Regions from separate parts of the Mus musculus genome. Here region 2 is linked to region 1. Evidence: chromatin contacts called from public HiChIP or PLAC-seq data. All regions are on one chromosome and are shown on one strand. The core of a region is the stretch at or near the end of the contact, and the rest is flanking DNA. Distances in the headings are between cores, read along the strand shown. Region 1 overlaps Fli1 (Friend leukemia integration 1). Region 2 has its middle 64 kb from the start of Gm27166.

What was found. HiChIP or PLAC-seq counts read pairs in DNA pulled down with a chosen protein or histone mark.
Region 2: a contact with region 1 is called in a Foxp3 HiChIP or PLAC-seq map of regulatory T cells, with 16 times the contacts expected there. The contact joins two enhancer-like sites. A contact is called at or near these places in 5 of 484 Hi-C or Micro-C datasets (CD4 T cells, CD8 T cells, the P5424 cell line and 1 more) and 3 of 115 datasets of contacts at active chromatin or transcription factors (CD8 T cells and regulatory T cells).

What each region holds. Positions count from the first base shown.
Region 1 is chr9:32,485,585-32,490,518 of GRCm38.p6, forward strand. The region is part of intron 1 of Fli1 (Friend leukemia integration 1); the gene reads right to left. Among named protein-coding and RNA genes, the nearest start is that of Gm22060, 41 kb to the left of the region's middle. Within about 2 kb of position 2,512, at least 19 of the 459 cell types and tissues checked have an H3K27ac peak or open chromatin away from gene starts, as enhancers often do. A contact at or near this core is called in CD8 T cells, the P5424 cell line and regulatory T cells, where this site is marked.
Region 2 is chr9:33,093,817-33,098,750 of GRCm38.p6, forward strand. No RefSeq gene overlaps it. Among named protein-coding and RNA genes, the nearest start is that of Gm27166, 64 kb to the left of the region's middle. Within about 2 kb of position 2,030, at least 5 of the 459 cell types and tissues checked have an H3K27ac peak or open chromatin away from gene starts, as enhancers often do. A contact at or near this core is called in CD8 T cells, the P5424 cell line and regulatory T cells, where this site is marked.

The sequences.
Region 1 (4,934 bases), core at 1,262-3,761:
CAGCCACCAGCCAGAACTGACCTCCAGATTATAACAGCAAACCATTAAATAGAGTGGATGGGGGCCACTGTAGTTCGTTCAAGCCTAGGCTATAGGTGTGAGCCACCACACATGGCTATTTAACCTTTCTAACTTAAAAGTGTGAGCCAGGTAGTGGTGATGCACACCTTTAACCCCAACACTTGGAAACCAGAAGCTGAAGGACCTCTGTGAGTTTGGGACTCATTTGTGTGTGTGTGTGTGTGTGTGTGTGTGTGTGTGTGTGTGTGTGTGTGTGTGTGCTAGAAAATCCATACTCAAAGGGTGATTGAAAATCCCTTGACTGTGGTTTTTACCAGGATGGACCAGATGGAGAAACTGAGGCACAGAGAATAACTATTCCAGGTTCACACAGTGAAAGGGAATCAATGTTGGGATAAACTCCTCTAACCACTATATTGTAGAATTACTCTCTGGAAAGGACAACACAATGGACATCAGGTGACAACAGCTGTTGTAGCTCAGAAACACAGTCCTCACCTAGGTTAGTAAAACCCTATGTTCATCTCCGGTGCCATAAAGCCAAGCACCAAACAGACAAGGACCATTTTTTGTTTGTTTGTTTGTTTGTTTGTTTGGTTGGTTGGTTGGTTGGTTGGCTGGTTGGTTGGTTGGTTGGTTGGTTGGTTGGTGGGTTGGTTGGTTTGGTTTTTCAAGACAGAGACTCTCTCTGTAGCCCTGGCTGTCCTGGAACTTGTAGAGCAGTCTGGCCTTAAACTCACAGAGATCCTTCGACTTCTGATTCCCAAGTGTTGGGATTAAAGGTGTGTACTCCCCCACCCCCGACTCCCCCAACTCACACTTTTAAACTAGACAGGTTAAATAGCCAGGCCTGGTGGCTCACACCTGTAGCCTAACGCTTGGGGATGCTTAAGGCTAGACAGATCCAGAGTTTGAGGACCCAGTCTAGGTTACTTAGCAAGATCTGTGTCAAAAAGTAAAGCTAGAATAACTATTGTTTGATGTTCCCAAGACAATTTTGTAACCATAACCCTTTAAAATGTAAGTTGGGTCCTCATGCTACCAAGACGGAAACCAAACCTTAAAGAGACCCAGGACTTGCCTGGGGTTCCTCAGCTCCAGAATGACAACTCCAGTTGACTGACTGCAGGGATCATACGCTCTGCAGCCATTTTCAGTTTGTCCCCTCTAATCTCAGGCTGCACACACACAGGCAGACCCTTCTCAGAGCCCTGGGAAGCCTGGCTTGCCCTAGTCATTTCCTTGGTCACCAAACTCCCTTTTGAGACTGCTCTCTCTGCTAAGAGGATGTGTCCCCTGATGATCTGCCTGTAGGAATGGTTCACAGTCACTCTTGTAGAAGTGGATTAGTCACAGGGGCACCCAGTTCAGGCCCTCTTCCTCCCAAGTACTTATCTCTCTGGCTCACCCTCTCTTTTCTTCTCTACTCTCCTTCTTTCTTCTGTTTCTCTCTTCTGCCACTTAGGACATAATATCAGCACAAGGCCCCCTCTCCAGTTCATGCCCTTTGGCATCTTCCAGTCTGCAGAACCCATAAGGCCAACTTTTTTTTTTTTTTTAGCACAGCCAGCCTGTGGCATTGTGCTAGAGCAGCACAAAACATCCAAAGACACCATCCCTGTCTCAAATTGCCACTTGCTGGGGAGGCAGCTTCTGCAGTGGATGGTCCAGAGAGGGGTGCTCCCCTGATTGCAGTGACAGTGGGATTCCTTGCATATGAAAGGATTTCATTGGGATTAACAAATTAGGATGATGGGCCTAAGTGGGTTCAAAGGACAGGATCTCTGTGACCTCTCAGGGGATGCTACACACCAGGATCCAGAGCCCAGGCCTCTTCTAACTGTGCCTCCAGTCAGCTGCTTCTCCATCTCTCTCTGGGCTTGTGTGTGTCTTTGCCTGTTGACTTTGAGTCCTCGCCATTACTTTTTGACTGCAACCACATTTAAAGGGCATTGCTAAAGATCAAAGTTAAACTCTCCTCCCACAGAGCATGATCATACTGCTGAATGTGGAAACTCACAGGATGGGGGATTCTAGACCTGTCTGTGTCCCAAGAAGAGAATGTTTTGCGCTACGGTTTTACTTTCTGTTTCTCTCTCTCTCTCTCTCTCTCTCTCTCTCTCTCTCTCTCTCTCTCTCTCTCTCTCTCTCACACACACACACACACACACACACACACACACGGAGGTTGATGCTAGATATCCTTCTTGATCACTCTCATTTTTTTATTGAAATTTTTTCATGAAGTATGTTTTGATCATATTACTTGCCCTTCCCTCTCTTTTTGATCTGGCACTCATCACTTTGGCAAGACTGGTTGGCTGGTGAGTTCCAGGAATCCTCCTGTCTCTGTGTTTCTAGAGTTAGGGCTATAGACAAAGGCCTCCTCATCTGGTTTTTATGTGGGCGTTGCGGACCTGAACTCGGGTCCTCATGCCTGCACAGTAATTCAGGTATTGACTAAGCAATCTCCTTAGTCCCTGCTTTCTGTTTCACCTCGATGAATCTGACCTCGCAGAAGTCTGCCTTTTTAAGAAGGCAGTGGAGACACTGGGGTTGATAGAGCTCTGTTGCACTTAAATCAGTGGTCTTCAGCCTTCCCAATGCTGCAACCCTTTAATATAATCCCTCATTTTGTGGAGACCCCCCAACCATAAAATGACTTTTGTTGCTACTTCATTACTGTAATTTTACTACTCTTCTGAGTTATAATGTAAATATCTGAATTTCCCAATGATCTTAGACAACCTCAAAAGGAGTCATGAACTCATAGGTTGAGATCCACTGGCTATGTCCTCCCATCTGACCACCAGGCGACAATCTCTCCAGATAACAAAACTGGAGGTGATCTAAGGTGGACCTCCATGGTGCCGTGGGACTGGGCAGGATGAAGGCAGGCTGTTGACTGACTGGGGTTAGGAACTTTGAACTGTTCTTCCCTGTTCTGCCAGGCCTGATACCGGGCAGGATTAAAAGCCTGAGTGCTACAGGAGGAAATAATAAAAGAGAATTCTCAGTTAAGAGGGCAGAATTGGGTCCCACAGGCAAGTTTGGCTCAGGTGAGTTGTACTTGGGAGGTTGCTGACACACAGTAGAAGATGTGATTTCTGTCTTGCTGTTGGGCTTTGTCCTGCCTGTTTTCTCCAGATGGCAGTAGCAGTCATATGAAATACCAGAGAACTGGTTGTTTGTCTCCCCCAAAGCCCAATCAAGACCTGAAGAGATAACAGAAGACTCTGAAGATGGGAGGAGAGAAGGAGGCAGTGTAGACCTGCCAGCCTGCTCTCTCCTCAGGGGCAGAGGCTTGTTCATCAGGGGATAACATGCTTGCTGCCAGTTTGCTTAAACATTGAGGAGAGGAGATAGGATAGGTGGCTGGAACTCTGGGGTATTGCTTTGACTCCTAGGGCCACAAAAACTTTCTTTTTATTTCCTCATATACTGATTCTGATCTAATCAAGAGAAAAGCAATGTCAGCCTTCCAGATCCTTTCCTCCTTCCTTTGCTTGAACACTTCTCAGGATCTAGTAGGTATACAATCTGTTATTCTGAGGAATAAAAACCCCAGAGCATGATGGGAAAGGCAGAAATCCTTGCCTCCCTCTCCTTCTCCCTCTTTCCCTCCTCTTCACCAACACCTCTACCACTAACTGACATCTTCTTTCCGCACTGCAGCATTTTTGGAGAAGCTTTGACCTTTGCTCTCCATCCCAGCCTGGTCCTCTTTTAAAACAAGCCACATCCGTTGGCTATTTCTAATGCAAAGCCACTGAGCACTCTTTTTTTTTTTTTTTGCCACTGAGCACTCTTGTCAAACAATCACTGGAGGTCTTTTTCTTAGAAACTACAACCTGAACCCACAATTTTCTCCTGTGACAGTTACCACGGCAACCAGACTTCTCAGACTCACCAGAAGCCCTGAAGGAAACAAGCACACAAGGGGGCCCTCTGCTTCCACCCCTTCACTAACCCTGGTGGAACCACCTAGAACAGTAATTCTCAACTTGTGGGTCACGACCCCCACAGTGGTTGCATATCAGATATTTACATTACAATTTATAACAGTCGAAAAATTACAGTCTTGGGGTAGCAAGTGAATAATCTTATAGTTGAATGTTACCACAACATGAGGCACTGTATTAAAGGGTCACACAGTATTAGGAAGTTGAGAACCACTTCCAAAGAAGAAGGGAGAGCCAGCCCCATGAAGCAAATCCCCTTGCTCATAGCAACTGATACCAAGGGCTGAGCCAATGGGCTTAGTTGGTACTCTTCTGGGAGATTGCCAGTTCAACTGGATGGGCTGAGCAGGCATAACACCAGTGTTACTCCTTTCCTCCTGAGGTGTGTAGAGGAGAGATCCCTGAATCCACTTCCCAGGTCTTTCTGGCTCTTTCCTTTGTATGATTCACGGCTGGGAGGCAGGCTTGGTGACCTCATGCCCATCAAGTGGGGAGGCAGCTCAGCCTTGAGTCCTGAGGGTGCAATATTTCTAGCTAGCACATCTGGATGAACCATTCTATCCAAGGTGTTTAGTTTTGCTGTGGCCCCGGGGCATATGGTTACCATATTGTTACGGCAACATGTGGCAAATGCTTTGCTGATGGGAGGAACAGAGGGAGGCGGTGCCTGAGGAGGGCCATTTTCTGGATGGGCTCAGCAGCTTGAGGCTCTGCCTTCTGTGCTGCTGACTCTCCTGCTGCTCCATCCTGGTCCTTCTCATCAGCATCCTTTGTGCCTTCTCCCACCCATCTTTGCTTCTGCTCCCATTCCATCTCGCTTGCTTCTTCTGCATTCTAATGTCCAGTGCGAGAGTTCTCTTCTCATATATCAACTCTCCCACCCTCTTTGCCATCACTTGTCACCTTTAGGTGAATGTGTGACCCGCTGTTTGCTCTTCCTGCATTGGTAAT
Region 2 (4,934 bases), core at 780-3,279, 610 kb after region 1:
GATTGGGCTGGCCTGAGACTTGCTTAATAGTCTATTTATAATGTACTTCTTATGTGGGTTCTTAATTTTCTGTTTCTAAACCATGTTTCTCATTTTGGTAATTAAAATTCTTGATGAACAGTCACACCTGTTATGCAATAGCACAATCTTTTATATAGTACATCACCTATCTTGAATATATTCTGTTCCTATTAAATATGTTTCATGTCCTTTACAATAAATATTATTTTTATGCTAAATTCCCCTAAAGTGGCCGAATATTGCCCTCTTCTCCCCTATGATGACTCCTTGAAACAAATATATAAGTAGACTCTTATTTTGAAGAATTGGCACAGTGCTTTGTGTAACATTTGCTCCTCAAACATGTTTGGAATAATTACAAGGTTCCAAACATGGCAAATGCTTTGGTGAAAGAAATGAAAATCCTTCAGTCTCTAACCAGGAGGAATTTGGTCAAGACTGACAAGAAAATCAAAAGGCTTAGGGACTTTTACATGTTGACATGACCATGAAGAAGCGGATAATATTTACACAGAATGAGCAGAGCCAGCATCGAGGGCAAGCAGTATGAGATCACTCACTTTATTGCTTGATCTGCTGAGATGATCTCAACGCAGAAGCCACTCTTAATGGCAACAACATTACTATTAATTAAAGTAAGTTTTATAGCACAATGCTTTATCCAGCATTGTCATTCAGGTCATGTGGTTTGCCCCCCCCCAAATGAATTTATGAAATTCCTAGGCAAATGGATGGACCTGGAGGGTATCATCCTGAGTGAAGTAACCCAATCACAAAGGAACTCGCACAATATGTACTCACTGATAAGTGGATATTAGCCCAGAAACTTAGGATACCCAAGATATAAGATACAACTTGCCAAACGCATGAAATTCAAGAAGAACGAAGACCAAAGTGTGGACACTTTACCCTTTCTTAGAAATGGGAACAAAACACCCATGGAAGGAGTTACAGAGACAAAATTTGGAGCTGTGACGAAAGGATGGACCATCTAGTGATTGCCATATGCAGGGATCCATCCCATAATCAGCTTCCAAATGCTGACACCATTGCATACACTAGCAAGATTTTGCTGAAACGACCCAGATATAGCTGTCTCTTGTGAGACTATGCTGGGGCCTAGCAAACACAGAAGTGGATGATCACAATCAGCTATTGGATGGGTCACACGGCCCCCAATGGAGGAGCTAGAGAAATTACCCAAGGAGCTAAAGGGAACTGCAACCCTATAGGTGGAACAACAATATGAACTAACCAGTACCCGGAAGCTTTTGTCTTTAGCTGCATATGTATCAAAAGATGGCCTAGTCGGCCATCACTGCAAAGAGAGGCCCATTGGACTTGCAAACTTTATATGCCCCAGTACAGGGGAACGCCAGGGCCAAAAAGGGGGAGTGGGTGGGTAGGGGGTTGGGGGGGTGGGTATGGGGGACCTTTGGGATAGCATTGAAAATGTAAACGAGAAAAATACCTAATTAAAAAAAAACTTTTACTCATTTTGATTCTGAAAGATTGTGAGCATATTTGCCAACAGTATAAAAAAAGAAAGAAAGAAAGAAAGAAAGAAAGAAAGAAAGAAAGAAAGAAACCATAGTGCTTGTCTATAAGGAGTTTTGAATTATTGTATTGTGCACCTTTAATTTCTTCCAGTTTTGAAAAGCGAGTCAATGGCAAACCCCTTGGGTTGAATGCACTTTGTGCCCCAGAGTATTGAAACAGTGGATGGGCAGAGTGTACTTTATACAGTTGCATGTAACAGTTTAAACCTATGGCTAGGAAGCTATTGCCAAGTTGCTTTTCCCATGGATGTGCTAACTTGTACTCTGATTATATATTTCTCTGGTGATCTCCAAACATTCAGATTTGAATTAGGGTCCTAACAGACAGACTAGCTTTTCTTGAGGCTGTCATGAACTCTAATTGAGGTAAAGATCTTTGCTAGTGAAGAGCTCACAACCAAAAGCCTTGTACTTGACCATCCTGCCTGTGAGGGAACTATATTAAATTTGAGCAGTGTTACAGCGACACCTGCCGGACTTTCTCTAACTAGCAAGTGCAATTCCAGCAGATCAGGGTTCTGTGTAATCACAAATATTTCTCACACATATGAGAAGTAAAGTAATTTTCCATGAAAACAAAATCAAACGGTTATCTCTCCTTCAGTATATGAAATAAGGCTTTTCCTGAGGTAAGAAGAATTAACATTGAGCACTCAATTTAACACAAAGACAAGATTAAAATAATGTCTTTATCTCCCATCCAGAAGTTAAGTAGTATCATGGTATTTTGGTTATGTAATCACACCACAGTCTGTAAATATGAGTGCATTTACACAAGCACCTGAAGAACAATTTTAAAATCATTCTTTTTGGCTCAAAAATAAATGTCAAATTCTCAGTTCATTGAGGCTGCTGGGGAGAATGCTCACTTTAGAGATCTGCTTATCCAGAATATGGTTGCTACTTCTTTGTCTCACTTCTCCTCCTCTCCTCTCCTCTCCTCTCCTCTCCTCTCCTCTCCTCTCCTCTCCTCTCCTCTCCTCCCCTCCCCTCCCCTCCCCTCCTCTCCTCTTCTCTTCACGTCTTCTATCTCACAGTTTCTTTTCAATGCTCCCCCCTACACACACACAGGGCAAGCTGCAGTGCATAGCAGCAATATCGTGGATTCCTTAAAAGCTTTGCAGTTGAGCTGAAACCCATATTTCAGATGAGTCTCAAAGTCATCAGATTCAAGCTTGTCACATTTTCTGAACACAAAATTCCAGACATGTTTTATTCACTATCTGTTTGCATCGTTGAGGTAAACATCTCCAACTCATTTCGAAGTTGGGAGATAGCCAAGAAGTCTCAACCCATCATTTCTAGATGTTTTGTTGTATGCTTTGATTCCTCCTTTGGTCAGGTATCTCATTGCTTCATAGCCCCTCTAAACACTAGGCTCAGTTGCTCATGAGAGCACCCTCCCCTACTGACATTTGAAACACTGGACCTCTCATTCATTTTTTAGTTGTATGATGTGAGCTCTAAACCATTCTTCAGTTTGCATAAGGAAAGAGGCTGAGAAACCTAGGCATGTGGTGTGGCATGGCAGGCTGCTGGCCTGCTTGGTGCTCTAGTATCTATAGTCTACCTCGGCAGCACTGTGATTCACTGATGCTAAGGAATAAAAAGACATCGGTCTGACTTCCATGATGAAAGCCTCAAGCTTGGCTCTTACACTGATTCCCAGGTAGTTTTGGACAGTGTCTGTCCCTCCTTGTTTTGTTTTGTGTTTGAAGGAAGATAATGTCTTTAATTAACCTACTGTTTATAAAGAATTTCATATGAGCATTGTGTTTAATACCCTGCCCTCAATGTGTGCACAACTCTACCCTACTGTGCTCAATCTAAAAATTATGGCTTCTTTTTATTTTCTTTAAACATATTCATATACATATATTTCAGTAGAACATGTGTACACACATAAGCCATTGATACCATTTAGTGTAATGCTATCATATAGATATAGAGATAGAGATAGAGATAGAGAGATATAGGACATATGACATATATAGGATATATGATATACGACATACGATATATGATATATGTTTTTAGGGCTAACCACTTGGTATTAGATAAGCAACTATGGGCTTCAATCCAGGGAAGACTGATTCTTTCTCTCTTTAGCAGTCATTGCCTGTGGATCTTCATCTAGGAGTGGGACCTTGTGAGACTTCCCTCACCCACATAGGCATGCCACCTATTGTTGTCCCTGTGTTGGTCAACTTTAGGCAATCACAATGTTGAAATTTTGTGGGTGAAGCTTTCCTGTCATATAGAGAAGACATACTATCTGCATCCATGTTTCTGGTTTTTACAATCTTTCCACCCGGTCTTTTGTGATGTTTGCTTAACCTCAGGTGTAGGGGTTGTGTTGTAAATGTATCAGTTGGTATTGGGCACACACCATTCCTTGTTCTCTGTGTTTTGACTAGTTGTGCCTTGCTGTAATAATGATCCTGTGCTGCAAACAGAAGCATCTTTGATGAGGAGTGAAAGCTACAGTTACTAGGTTGGATGGGTGCACAGATATGTGTCCTAGGCTAGGCCAAGCTGGACCTGGGCACAGGATGAATGCACCAGACAGAACCTGGAGGTTGGATGTGGTACAAACTTAAGTCGAGCTAGCTGGCTGAACTTGGCGATGCACAGGATGTGTGATCAAAGATCACTGTAAATTGATCTCATATGTTTGCACTTCCTAGGCTTGGGTATTTACTCTTGAAGGAAGATAATTATTTTTTTAATTATGGGTTATATATTTACCCTTGTTACACAGTTGTCATAGTAAAATCCATGTGGTAGAGATTTACCCCTGTTATACTGTCTTCGGAGTAAAAAATATGGATAAATGTATTCTAACGATATGTGATATGATAAATCAGGGACACAAGAGAAATACAGTTGTCTGAGCATCAGTGGAGTTCATTCCAGGATCCCAACATAAATACAAATCGAAGAATGATAAAGTCAATTATAGAAAAAAATATATCATTTACTAGACTCATGTATACTATACAGCTTCTATAGATTATTTAAAAGAACTAATGTGATGTGAGTGCTATATAAACAGATGTGACACTGTATGTTTTAGGGAGAAACAAAGATGCTGCTGATGTTGACCTCAGATACTCTGAATATTTTCTGTTCATGTTGGTTGAACTGTCTGATGTGACACCAGCAGATATGAGTTTAGTATATATACAGCAGATATGAGTTTAGTATATATACAGCAAAGGTTCTGATTCCCATGCTACTGACACAGTCAAATGCGATTCACAGGAATCTTCCTTTACCTACAAATGCTCATGTGCTAACTTGAAAGGTTTGAAGGAAATGGAATTGGTTAATCGTTGGCATGAGTATGCTGAT